2 separate regions of the Rattus norvegicus genome follow, and region 1 is linked to region 2. The links are chromatin contacts, called in public Hi-C maps. All regions are on one chromosome and are shown on one strand. The core of a region is the stretch at or near the end of the contact, and the rest is flanking DNA. Distances in the headings are between cores, read along the strand shown. Region 1 has its middle 60 kb from the start of Or2t35. Region 2 holds the start of Slc4a7 (solute carrier family 4 member 7).

Region 1 (6,785 bases), core at 2,116-4,615, 140 kb after region 2:
TTTGGATGTGTTTCCATGGTTGGATGCCTAGTGTTTGCTTCACTGAAATTTGTTACCAGAGTTCTCTTTTGTGGATTTTTTATCTTGTTGGTAAAAGACTTTATAAAAGGGCTCAGAAGAAAGCTGGAGGACCATTTTGTAAGAGCCCGAGAGAGAAACCATAGAGCTTGCTAGCTCTCAGGCGAGACAGCTGCTGGAAGAGGGAGATGGAGACGATGTAGTTAGTATTCTATGTCTTTTGAGTTAGGGGCCAAGGAAACAGGCTTGTTCAGCAGAGACAGAGTGAGAGTGTATAGGGAAATCCTGATGAAAATTTTGTGTGGTATCCCAAGAAGAGGTACAAAGAAGGGGGAAAAAGGTTACCTTTTTAGTTAGAATTCAGAGAAGCAGGCAGGCTTAGCAGTGAAGATCTTCAAGTGTCTCAGGGGAAGACCTTCTGGGGCACATAAGCATATATGATTACATTAAGGGGATAATTTTTCTTTCCTGTCTCATTAAGCTGTCTTCAGGGATATCAGCTTTCCTGGGTCTCCCAGTCAGGAGATTGATAGAGGCAAGTGTATTAACTCTTAAGGGAGGAGACAACAATATGTACTGTTGATGATACCTTAGAACGCCATGTCCACTTGGGGCCAGGTAGAACACAGAACTCAATCCTTTTTACCCAGAAGCAGTGCTTCCTAAATTAGCTTCAATAAAGCTTTGATATCTTCATTCTCCCCCTTTTTGGATGGCATTTTAAATTCCAAGGAGGGCAACTGGGATGCTTTTTTTTTTCTTTTAAAATCGTGTTGCTAGGGAAACCGGAGGTCGTGTTCAAAGCTGATTACAAGGGAGGGATCTGTTCTCATTGGCATCTAAGTGTGATGTTGTCTGGCTAACCGATCAGTCAGTTATTTAAGATTTTCATTCTGAGATGTGTTTTTGACATTCTTGAAACAGAGACACACTACCTCATATGTCTGTGTGCTATCAAGGTTAATATTTATTTTGTCCCTTTTCTTCACTTTAGGCAAATGTGTGTCTCTCTAGAGATATGGAGTATAGAGCATTGGTCTAGGTCCCAGCATCATGTTTTCAGTGTATCAGGTCTCCAGATCTAGCACACTGATGAAAGTCATGCTCGGGCCTTGGAACCCAGCACATAGGCAGAAACACCTTCCTAAATGAGAACAAAACCTAATCCATCAAAGTCCATGTTTCTATGAAAGTCCCTAAATGTATTAATGTTGATTTTTGTTTTCTGTAGTTCTGCTTCTGGCTAACTGTTCTTGTTGGCTGAGGTGTGTCCACCCAGGATGTGTTTTTGTGCTTAAAAGCCCACCCTGAGAAAGGCTCAGGGTTTCACTCAGTCCCAAACACCCAATGTAGCTGCTGACCAGCTAATAAAAACTTCCTATTGGTTTGAACCCATGTCTGAGTGATCTTTTCTGATGGATACCTCACAACACCAGGGGCTTTTTAGGGCTGACTCCCGAACTTGGCTCCGTACTGTACTCAGCAGGAATGTTTCTGACAAAATGAAAAGCCATAGCCCTCACCTTAAAGTAGATAAGAGATGGTTTATTCTAGAACCATCTAGATATGAATGACTGGAGGTACAGATTCAGGTTACCCCAGGGTGATGCTTGCTTTTGGTTGTCACCTTGACATGGTTATGAGAAGGGAACCCCAATTAAGAAATTGTCTCAATCAGAGTAGTCTATGGGCATGCGTATAGGGCATTTTCTTGATTACTAACTGATGGAGAAGCATCCAGCCCAGAGTGAATGGTGGTACCTCTGGGAAGGGGATCCTGTGATGTATAAGGAAGCTGGCTGAGCAGAGGCAGGAATTAAATCAGTAACTGCCATTCTTTTGTGGCCCCTGGCTTCAACTGCTGCTTTCAGACTCCTGCCTTGGCTTCCCCTGAAAATGAGTGCTAACTTGCGAGCCAAATTACCTTTTCCTCCTAAGGTGCTTGTAGTCAGTGTTTTATCACAGCAAATGGAAAATACCATAACCCCTAAACTCTATATTCCATTATGGTCAAAGTTTCATGACATTTTAATAATAACAGCACAAGGAAAATAATAAATCAAGAAACTTTTCTATAGCAGGATTTTCTCTGACCCACCAGTGGTACAGCTAATGAATTATATAATTTAAAGTTTAGGCCTTTTACTTGGACAGTCTCCCAGCTACCTCATATAACTTAACCTGACTGTATTGCTCATGACCTGCCACATGGCTAGCTCTAGACCTTTTTTTGCTCCTCTCTGCTCATCTGTTGCCCTCCATGTCCATTTTCTGAATCTCCTGCTTCTCTCTCTCTCTCTCTCTCTCTCTCTCTCTCTCTCTCTCTCTCTCTCCCTCTCCCTCTCCCTCTCCCTCTCCCTCTTCCTCTCTCTCTCCCCCCTCTCCTCCCCTCCCCTCCCCTCCTCTCCTCTCTCTGAATTTCTGCCCTCTACTTCCTGCCCAACTGTTGGTCATCAGATATTTATTACAACCAATTAGCAGTGAGACCATGTCTGATACAACTCTAGACTGCCTCTAGGCATAGAGAGCTGTCTGACTTTCAAGTATCTGAACAGGTGTGGGAGGACATGTATTTACAAATGTAAGACCAGTGACAGGCCATGGAAATGACAATACTCTAATCTTGTCAGCATTTAGCTCTCTACCAGTACAGAATTAACAATTGAAAATATAGAGACATATCTTTATAGAAAGTTAAAAAAAAAAACAAAAACAAAAACAAAAACAGGTTACCTCAACACTTTCCAGACGCATTGGGAGAAATATCAGGTAGGCTGATTATATATAGCAAAGTAGGAAAACCTCTGTTATGAGTCTCAGGTACCGTATGATGGCATTATTAGCTTTTGATGAAAGTTGGTGGTCTGCTACCTTACTATATCCCAAAGGGTTCATGACACAAGGATCTTTGGTCAGACAGTGAGTGGCTAATACCTGTGACATGCCTGCTTCCCCATAGTCAGTGAAGTTCTAGTCAGTCAGTCAGCCTTGATATAAAGTTCAGTGGAGAGTACAAGACGACAGTGAACGGGTTTGAAGTAGGGCCTCAGCATCCATGATTTAAGACCTTACACAAGACTATAACACACACAGTTGAGTTGAGAAGCCCTGTGTTAGATGGAACTCGTCCAGAACGCATCACAGAATGAGCCGTGTGGGCTTCTCACAGCTTTGAACTTTGAATAAAGGTTTCTTATTCTGAGAGAAGATAGAAATCAAGAGTCCATAGCAAAGGCAAAGGGATCCTCAGAGCACTGGGATTTCCTGCGATGAGCTCAGCTGCATCATCCACCGCCTACCAGGAAACTCCAGTTTACAGCCCAGAGGATATGTCTCATTTAGAACGGCCAATGTGAAAACCCCCCAGGGCCCAATGGAGCCCATTGATGACTATGGCAGCCTGGCAGCTGGTTGTGATTAAGGCACAGAAATAATATTCTTTGTTCTCTCTCTTTGTGCCTTGCTGTAAATGTCACATTTTAGCACTCGTAACGGATGCTTCTTATTTTGGTGGAGTGGCATTTAGCTCAGAAATTCCTGGGTGGGATTCAGGCCAAGAATCATGTCTCTGTCGATGCAAGAAACACAGCTTTCTTTTCCAGGGGGATAAGAGATAGTTTATTCTGGGGCTGAAGATGAATGACCATGGTCTGGGGACACAAACTCCATGACCCAGCATGGCAGCAATTTCATGAAATGTTCTAGAAAATAGTGACAGAACAAACAAAATAAGAAATCAAAGCACCTTTCAAGTACATTGATAGAAACCTCAGGTGGGACGACCCCAGCAAAGTAGGGAAATCTTTGCTATAAGCCTCAGGTTTTACCTATGACATTTGTAGCTTTTGAGATGTTAAAATCTCTGAGTCTTTTCATATGTCCAAAAGATTTACCCACTAATTACAAACATTACTAATTTCAAACCAAGGTGTGAAATAAATCTATTAAGTGGGCTCAAGCTATCCTGAGACAATTTGGCTCCAGGATTGTGACATTTCCATATCTCTACATCACTGAAGTTTTCATCAGTCAGTCAGTCTTTGCAGCCGCAGCTGCTCCCTGTATACTATCAACAGTTTACATTTCTGTGGGAGGGAAACCATCTTTTCTTCAGTCTAGTCTGAGGTAGACTTGAAGCATAATGGGACCAAAGATGCAGACACACAGAGCCGATGCAACTGTAGAACAGTGTTATGACATTGTGGGGCTATTCACACAATGAAAAACCATTGACACCATCGGGAACCCACATGGCCAATGTGAATGGCCTTGGTTTCACTATGCTCTCATTTCTAGATCGCTGGTCTGGCAGAATTGCTGTTCTCATCATGCATTTGATGCCATGACATACCAGAAAGCCCTTATAAGGACAGATTAAAAAGATAATTCTATCCAGGGAACAATCCCAAAAATCTCCCACCATCACAAGCTGAACTATGGAATACCACAGTGATATGGTTCTCTTGAGTGGCCTGTAAACCTTCTTCCCAATGCCTCATTTTGTCTCCCTTCCAGATTCTTTCTCTGCTGATGACAGGAGTCTAGACCGTCTGAGTAGAAGCCTCAATCTGGTTATCTGAGACCACATCAGCCTTTGCCACCAGCAACAAGCCCCCTCTCACATCTGCAAGTCTGTAGTCCAGACAATCAGAGCTTCCCCCCAACGGCAGTGGTATGTTCTAATTTCTGATACCACCTCGTATTGGGAGCTGTGTTTGTCAAAGTATCAAAGAATCATAGATTTTTAAATGCAGGCTTTATGCAGAGAGGGGAACTTTTCTTCCCTTTCTGAAAGCAGGTTCCTGAGTCCAGGAAGGCTGTGCTCTGACTTCCTCCTCTGTAGCTGCCTGTCCCATCTTAGTGCAAGCTGATGCAACAGTTATCTTGGCAACAGCTTAATGTGGGTTGGGACACTCCACCCAACACGTCATTAATCCCCACTGCTGCCTGAATCAGCAAAAGATACAAAGCCTTCCCTTAAATGGCAGTGTCAGGACAGATGCCACAGCTTGCCAGAGGCTTCAAATGTGGCCCAGAGGCCACGGAGGAGAGAGGTACAAACCTTAAACACACTGTCTTTGTATGCGGTGACTCTAGTAGAGGCCATGGCATCTTGAACTCCGTTATTCCACACCTTGACTTTGTCTCTCAATATCTTAGAATTAGGGAGGTTTACTCTTAGCACAATCCATATAGGTCTGCTTCATATTCTGCCCCTGAAGAATGCACAACTTAAGTTGATCTTTTGCTTATAGTCCATCAATAGACATCTTCTAGACCTGTGATGTCATATGGAATTCATTATAGACCATGCAACTCTCAACCCAAATCTTCCCATGCCTCTTGCCACCTGCTGCTAAAGAGCTTCATGCATGAAGACCATAGACCACATATCACTGTTCGGGAAAGGATTTTTTTTCTTGTTTCTGACCCGGCCTTCTCCTTGGCCTTTCTGCTGATTCTCTGCAGGAATGAGAAGGAACTCATTTGGGGAAAGGACACAAGCTAGCTCTTAAGGTAGAAAGGGACCAGTCTCCAAGGCAAGAATCATTTCTTTTTTAAAAATGTTTTATTAGATATATTTCTTTACTTACATTTCCAATGTTATTCCCTTTCCAGGTTTCCTGTCCATAAGCCCCCATCCTTTACCCTCCCCCCCATATGGGTATTTCCCCCCATACATCCCCCTTACTGCCACCCCCATATTCCTTTGTACTGGGGGTCCAACTTTGGCAGGACCAAGGGCTTTCCCTTCCACTGGTGCCCCAACAAGGCTATTCTCTGCTACATATGTAGTTGGAGCCCTGGGTCAGTCCATGTATAGACTTTTGGTAGAAGTTTAGTCCCTGGAAACTCTGGTTGGTTGGCATTGTCGTTCTTATGGGATTGCAAGCTCCTTCAACTCTTTCAATCCTTCCTCTAATTCTGCCCAAGGGGGTCCTGTTCTCAGTTCGGTGATTTCTGTATTGGACATGCTCTGGATGTGTCTCTCAGGAGAGATCTGTATCTGGTCCCTTTCAGCATGCATTTTTTAGCTTCATCAATCTTATCTAGTTTTGGTGGCTGTACATCAAGAATCATTTCTAGTCTGAGGGACACATGATGGAATCAGCTCTCCTTGTCTTAGTTAGGGAACAAATAGTACTAAGAATGTGGGATGGAAATATTAACCGTACTTAGTCCTCACCATTGTAACCTGCTATAATCTGGGGGGTGAAGGTTTTTTTTTTGTTTTTTTTGTTTTTTGTTTTTTTTGTTTTTTTTTTGTTTTGTCTCAGTGGGACCGAAGAACCTAGATTTGGAAAGACATGCAGATTTAAAGGGTTAGTCCCGTGGATGTTGAATGCATGTAGGCTGTTCCATACAACTGAACATACGGTTGTGGAAGTGGTGGGAGAGGCACACAGAGGGAAGAAGCACACAGAGGGCAGGCAAGCTCTCAGACATCTTACATAAAAGAGTTTGACGGCACATTCTGAGTCCCCTGTCTCATCTCTTAGCATCTGTCGGTCCAGTCCGTACATTTAGGCTTCCTGTGTCCTAATCCTGATGGTTTTCGTCTCTGGAGAAATGTTTTGACCCATTACCTGTATTCACTCTGACCAACTGTGTTCTGCCAGATGCTGTCCATCTCCGTCAGACCCAGGAAGCCTTAGCTGATGCTCTTAGGACTTCTAACCACCCTGCAACTTCATCTTGGTTTCTTAGGACCAATTCAGTTACAAAAATCGCAGAGGTTAAAACTGTGGCCATCTGCCAGAATCTTG
Region 2 (6,221 bases), core at 1,314-3,813:
CTTCTCTGCTGAAACTGGAGAACTGGCACTATATGTTACAATCCACACTAGAAAAAAAAAAATGACTAATAAATAACTACTTACCCAACACTAAAAAAATGAGATTTTGATACATTCCAAATGATGCCTTCAATGGTGACGCTTTTATTAGTGCAAAACAAATGTTGCAGACAGACATGGTGGCATATGCCTAGCATAGATGAGCTTCCCCCTCACCCAAATAAATTTCTCAAAACAAAAGATAATGCAAGGTAAAAGTTTTCTTTCCAATTCTATAGTCAGTGTAAAATCATAATACTAAATTATGAGAGGGATGGGCTCCAGTTACAAAGTAATGTAAATGGCCTCCAACTTAATGGCTACTCAAATATTTTTGCAAAATTATAAACTTAAGGTAGTACATAAATATCAGTTTTAGTCAACTCTTTTGGCTAGGCCTGTCTATTGTGAGGTAAAAGTTATAGCTGAGAGCTGGACATAGTGGCTCATGACTGTAATCTAAGTGCTAGTGTGGCTAAAACAGAAGGATTGTTGCAAGGTTGAGGCCTGCCTGAGGACAATGTAGGTCCCTGTCTCAAGAAAAAAAAAAGTTACAAAGGACAAACATCAGAGTATCTCATTTTTATGATTTTTCAAGTAAAGTGTCCCACCTTTCAAAAAGCAGAGTGCCCTCCACTATTTTAGCCTACTTTCACTTGCTAGTTTTGAACTAGAAGCTCACAGAATTTTATTTCTCCATTATAATTTATCTTTTATTGCTGCTTTGCCTGCGTGTATGTCCATATGAGGGTGTCAGATCCTCTGGGCAGAGGAATTATTAGCAGTTGTAAGCTGCCAAGTGGGCGCTGGGAATTGAACCTGGGTCCTATGAAAAAGCATCCACTGCTCTTAATGGCTGAGCCGTCTCTCCGGCCCCCTACTTCTGTTATTAATTCCTCTAAGTTTACTATTGCCACATTTTATTCTCCCAAAGACTTAGGGAATATGACCTTCCAAAATACTCTCCTATCATGCTACTAATAACAGAACTCAGAGTTCCTTGTCCTCTGCTTGTCCCCTGCCCTGTCTCTTGTTGTAGACACACACCCATACCCCTCTGAAAGAAGCTTCTATTAGGGAAAAGCTGGTTCTACTCTGGACACTTACAAAATAGATTCTCAATAAGTTACAACACAGAATGGATGGGTGAGTGGATGGATGGATGGATGGATGGATGGATGGATGGACGGACGGACGGACGGATGGATGGCAAGAGCCTTACTATGTACTATTTCAGACTAAGAAGACAGTGTTTGAGAACACATCATTTTGCCCTGGTTTATGAAAACTGATACTGTTTACTGTCCAGCTAAAACTGTGAAAATAAGGTTAAGAATAAGCAACAGTGTGTTTGACAGATACCCTTGGAGAAGGTCGTAAAGGTTCATTCAAAGGCCATAAAAGAATGCTTGGGAGTTTACTACTGCAGAACAACTTCACAGTCTTAAGACTCAAGTTTTCCTTTATATTTAAAGAGCTTAGAACATGGTGAAGTAATGAATGACCACTGCCCACGGCCTCCACAATAACCTTTAAAGTAACATAGGAAGAGGATCTTAAGGAAAATTCTACTTAAAAAAAAAAAAGGCAAAATATCCTTTTCCTTGCTTTGAAAAGACTGGAAAATTCATTCCTGCAACCTTGCTTCCCCTTTCACTGGTCAGAGTAAAAATTGGAAGTAGGAAAATTAATACCACCCCATCGTTTGAGTCACAGCCTTTGAAAGAAGGCAGTTTCCTCTGTGGGCACAAACGCGTTCCTGTTTCTTGAGAACGGGCCACTGGTGTGTGTCGTCCTCCTCCCACATCCCCCGTCTAAATGAGAACCCCATTTCTGCAAGTCCCAAGTCCGCCTTTACTCAAGCTGCTTGCTAGTCTCAATGGGAAAGCGGGGTCGGCTGGCTTGGTGACGCGCAGCGCTGAGTACTAGGGTCTCTCTCGGTCCATTCTCTTTCTATGGGGCCCGGAGGAGGACATTGCACGCACGGTCCTTCTCCTGAGCCTGCGACCTAACACTCCACAGAGCGCCGGCCCCGAGGGCCGGTCCCGACTCCGGCCAGAGGCTGAAGGCGGAGGGCGCAGGAAGAGCAGCCTGGGCTCAAGGACTGCAGCGTCCACGCGGCGGGAGAACACGGTGGCTGGCGCCGCGCGGCTGAGAGCGGGACACTGCGGCGGCGGACACGCGCGTCCGCTCCAAGCCGGCCGCCCCCCGACACACAAAGGCGACGAGGGCGCGCAGTCGCCGGCACAGGCCGCCGGCAGCCCCGCCACGCCGCCGCCTTTGTCTGCCGACCTCGGCCTCCCCGCTCCTTACCCGCGTGAGTAGCGGTCTCATCTGCTCGCCGGCCCCGTCTGCCTCCATGGCCCGCCTGGGAGCTCTGAGAGGCCGCGACCGCGGCAGAGACGGGCACGCGGAGGGCGACCCTGTGCGGAGCGCTGGCCGCGGAGAGCTGGCCGCGGAGTGAGGCGCCGACTGCGGGCGAGGGGCGTTCTCAGGGTGAGAAGCAACGGCGTGCCGCGAGGACTGAGAGAGCCAGAGGACGCGGCGCGGAGGAGGCTGCCGCGCCGGGACGGGGGCGGGACGGGGGCGGGGCTGGCTGGTGGGGGCGGGGCGCGCTCCGGCACGCCCCCCCGGAGCACGCCCCCTGCCTGTTTGGCACCAGGGCCGGCATCGAGCGACCGCCTCCACTGGCTAAGAGGCTCGGAGGTGGGGCGGAGGCAGAAGCAGACAGACATTCGTTTGAGCCAATCAGCAGTTCGGGAGGTTCTGTCCGCCCCCGCCCCCCACGGTCAGTTTCCCGGAGGCCCCGCCCCTCTTTGTAAAGGCTTAATTGACCGAGGCTGAGAGTGGAACTCAGTTTTTCGAATCGGAAGTTCTACAGACTTTCGAAGTGGAATGGGGTCATCACCCCATTCGGCTCCTTACCACGTGTTTTACAAGCAGACAGGACGACGCCCGATTCCTTCTCTGCCTCTGCAAGTTTCTCTCCTAGTGGTAACTATCCGTGGGCCCTGTAAAAGAGGGTATTCACTTAACCACTTGCCTCGTGTACTCCCTGCACTGGCCTGGTCCCACGACTCAATAGGTAGGGCGATTGTCCAATATCCGCCTGAGCGTGTAGGTGATGGCCTCCATCACACATGGTCATTGAGGTACATTTCTGTCCCTCTGTGAAGGTGTGTCATTTGTGGCATGCTTATCACTATTGTTAACAGGATGTTAATAAAGACAATAAAAAGTTGAGCTGAGAAAATCTAAATCTGACTGTGGAAGGAAATACCTATCAGCAGGTCAAGACTCACCTACCCATTATCAACAATAAATAGGAAATAGTGTACTGGATGACTGTTCTGCCTTGAGTCCTAGACCCCTTCCTGCTTTGTTCTAAATTTCCCAGAGAGATACAGGGTAGGCTGGCAAAAAGTCTAAGAGCAGGTGTGCTTCCATTAATAACAGCTACCATTTGAAAAGACCTAGAATTACAGACGGTGACATTTTGCAAACATGTCCCCTCTTTAATCCACACAATACTATAAAGTATGTTTGTATGTGATTTGACTGTGTTCCCCCAAAACCTGTATTGGAAACTTAATTCCCAAAGCAATGGTGTTGAGAAATAGGGTATTTAAGACAGAAGAGCTTCATGAGCTCATGAGCAGATTAGAAACTAAGGATCTGGGACTACAAATGCATCCTTTGCTCCCTCATAAATGCCCATCAGATCTTCTGCTCTCACATTCATGTTGACAGGAAGAAGTTTCACCAAATGTAATCCTCCCACCATCTTCAGAACTGTGAGAAATTTTTTTTCTTTATAAATGACTCATTATGTCATTCTATATAACCACACCAAATAGACTAGGATAGTGTTGTGTTCCCATTTTACAGATAAGGAAGTGGAGACTTAGAGAAATAACTAACTCAGGGTTCTACTAAGTAGAAGACCTCTTCTGTACCATTCTAATACCCCACTAAGTACAATTTTAAAAGCTATCAGTAAAGGTGGAGAAGTGAAAAAAGAATGAAAAGGAATAATTGTTGGATCGATGAATTTATTGACATTGTTTTGGTTTTTCTGTACTGGGAGTTTAAACTAGGGCCTCACTCCTGCCAAACAAGTATTGTACTACCCAGCAACATCCCCCAGGCAGTGAATACACTTTATACTGAACAAGGGGCTGGCTTGCTGGATAAATCTCTTGCCCGGCAATCATGAGAACCAAGTTCAGGTCCCTATAACTTACAAGATAGCCAGGCAGGTGTTACAGTCACTTGTAATCCTAGTATTTGCACATCAGATAACAATGTTCTCCCAACCAAGCCAGCTACCTAGACTTGTCCATAGCACGGTCTCGGTCCAACTGAGCAACCCAGACCCAACAATTAAAAGTGGAGGGTGATTGCGAAAGACACCAACCTCACCTTTACACCTCCACTTGCACACATACATGCACATGTATCTCCACATACGTGTTCCCACAGACATACGAACATGTAAACACACAGGCACACATACACAAAGAATCTGTTCTAAACTCTCTTATAGCAAAATATATAACATCAAAGTTGGACAGGGAAAACCAATAGAAAGAAAAGAATTTTTAAAAAAAAGGACAAGAATCATAGACCCACTCTTTTGCACACTAAGGAATCTTATAATGTTGTTTCAGTCACTGTGAGTTCATACCTACCCCCCCCCATCTTCTTAATGTCTGGCTGTGAGTCTCTGTATTTGTTTCTTTTTGCTGCAGAAGAAAGCCTCCTTGATGATGGCTGAGCAAGACTCTATCTATGAGTTTAGCAGAATGTCAGCGGGAGTCATTTTATCACTACTCTTTTTTTTTCCTTCTTTTTTTTTTAGGCCAGTAGTATTTGGTATTACCATAGGCACCATAAGAACCAGCGGTCCCTAAGCAATCTAGTCTCTGGTCATCCAAGCAGTGTTAGGTATGGATGCCATCTCGTAGAGTGTCCCTTAAGTCAAATCAGTTACTGGGTTGGTTTACTCTCACAGACTTTGTGCTGCCATTTTCCTAATGGATCTTTTAGGCACATCATTGTAGATCACAGGGTTTGTGGCAGGCTGGTTGTTTTAAGTTTCTCTTTTGAGAGCCCGCACAGTACCTTTCTGTAGCAAAGGCCCTAGAACATAGGGGCAAAGACTCTATGCAGGCAACCAGCCCAATCTCTCCATGTCCGGTGATGAGTTGTGTTGCTGTTGTCTTCAGCAACGGGGCCTGACCCTCAGTGTGTGAAAAAGAAACCTGTTGTCTTGGCAACAGCCTGGGTTTTTTGAAGATTCTGATGTGAGCTCTTTGGCCAACAGCTCCATTAAATTATAACCTAATCCTGGTACTAGAAGTTCCTTGGTGACAAGGGACGGCCAGTAGGGGCTCTGTCTACCCCCTATTTGGCAGATTTCATGGATAAACAGATGTCCCTGTGGTAGAATGAAGTGTCCTTTGGACGAACGCCAAAGACTGGTAGAGCTGGATCTTGAGGCAGATTGACTCCCATCTTCTCGAGGAGCCACCGCTCTGATTTCCATAATGGCTGTACAAGTCTGCACTTCCCCCAGCAGTGGATGAGTGTTCCTCTTACTCTGTATCCTTGCCAACATGAGCTGTTATTTGTTTTGATGATCTTACCCATTCTGACAGGAATAAGATTAAATCTCAAAGAAGTTTGATTTGCATTTCCCTGTTAGCTAAAAGTGTTGAACATTCCTTTAAGGATTTTTCAGCCATTTGTGTTTCCTCTATTGAAAATCGTTTAGATCTGTACCCCCTCTTAAAGTCGTATTATTGTTTTCTTGACATTTTGCTTTTTGGTTCTTCGTATGTGTATGTTTTGGATACTAGCCCTCAACCGGATGTGTAGTTGGTAAAAAAAAAAAAAAAAAATCTTTTCCCAGTCTGTAGGCTGCCACTTTGTCCAAATGTCAATGTCCTTAGCCATGCAGATGCTTTTCAGTTTCATGAAGTCCCCTTCAGTTGTTAGTGTTAGTGTCTGTGCTATGGGTGTCCTGTTCAGAAAGGTCTTTCCTGTGCCAATTAATTCAAGGTTATTCCCCACTTTCTCTTCTACTGGTTCAGAGTGTGTTATGTTGAGGTCTTTGATCCATTGGAAGTTGATTCTCCCTCCCGCCCCCCTCAGGGAGACAAGTATGGATCTATTTCTAT

What was found. A called contact is a pair of places that touch in the nucleus more often than the background predicts.
Region 1: a contact with region 2 is called in a Hi-C map of Schwann cells, with 7 times the contacts expected there. The contact joins the enhancer-like site here to the promoter of Slc4a7 in region 2. A contact is called at or near these places in 6 of 12 Hi-C or Micro-C datasets (the A7r5 cell line, Schwann cells, frontal cortex and 3 more).

The regions. Positions count from the first base shown.
Region 1 is chr15:13,231,011-13,237,795 of GRCr8, forward strand. No RefSeq gene overlaps it. Among named protein-coding and RNA genes, the nearest start is that of Or2t35, 60 kb to the right of the region's middle. Within about 2 kb of position 3,366, at least 13 of the 93 cell types and tissues checked have an H3K27ac peak or open chromatin away from gene starts, as enhancers often do. A contact at or near this core is called in the A7r5 cell line and Schwann cells, where this site is marked.
Region 2 is chr15:13,092,729-13,098,949 of GRCr8, forward strand. It overlaps Slc4a7 (solute carrier family 4 member 7), which reads right to left and starts at 2,564. Exons shown (of 25, transcript NM_001270861.2): 1 at 2,353-2,564. The coding sequence starts at 2,400.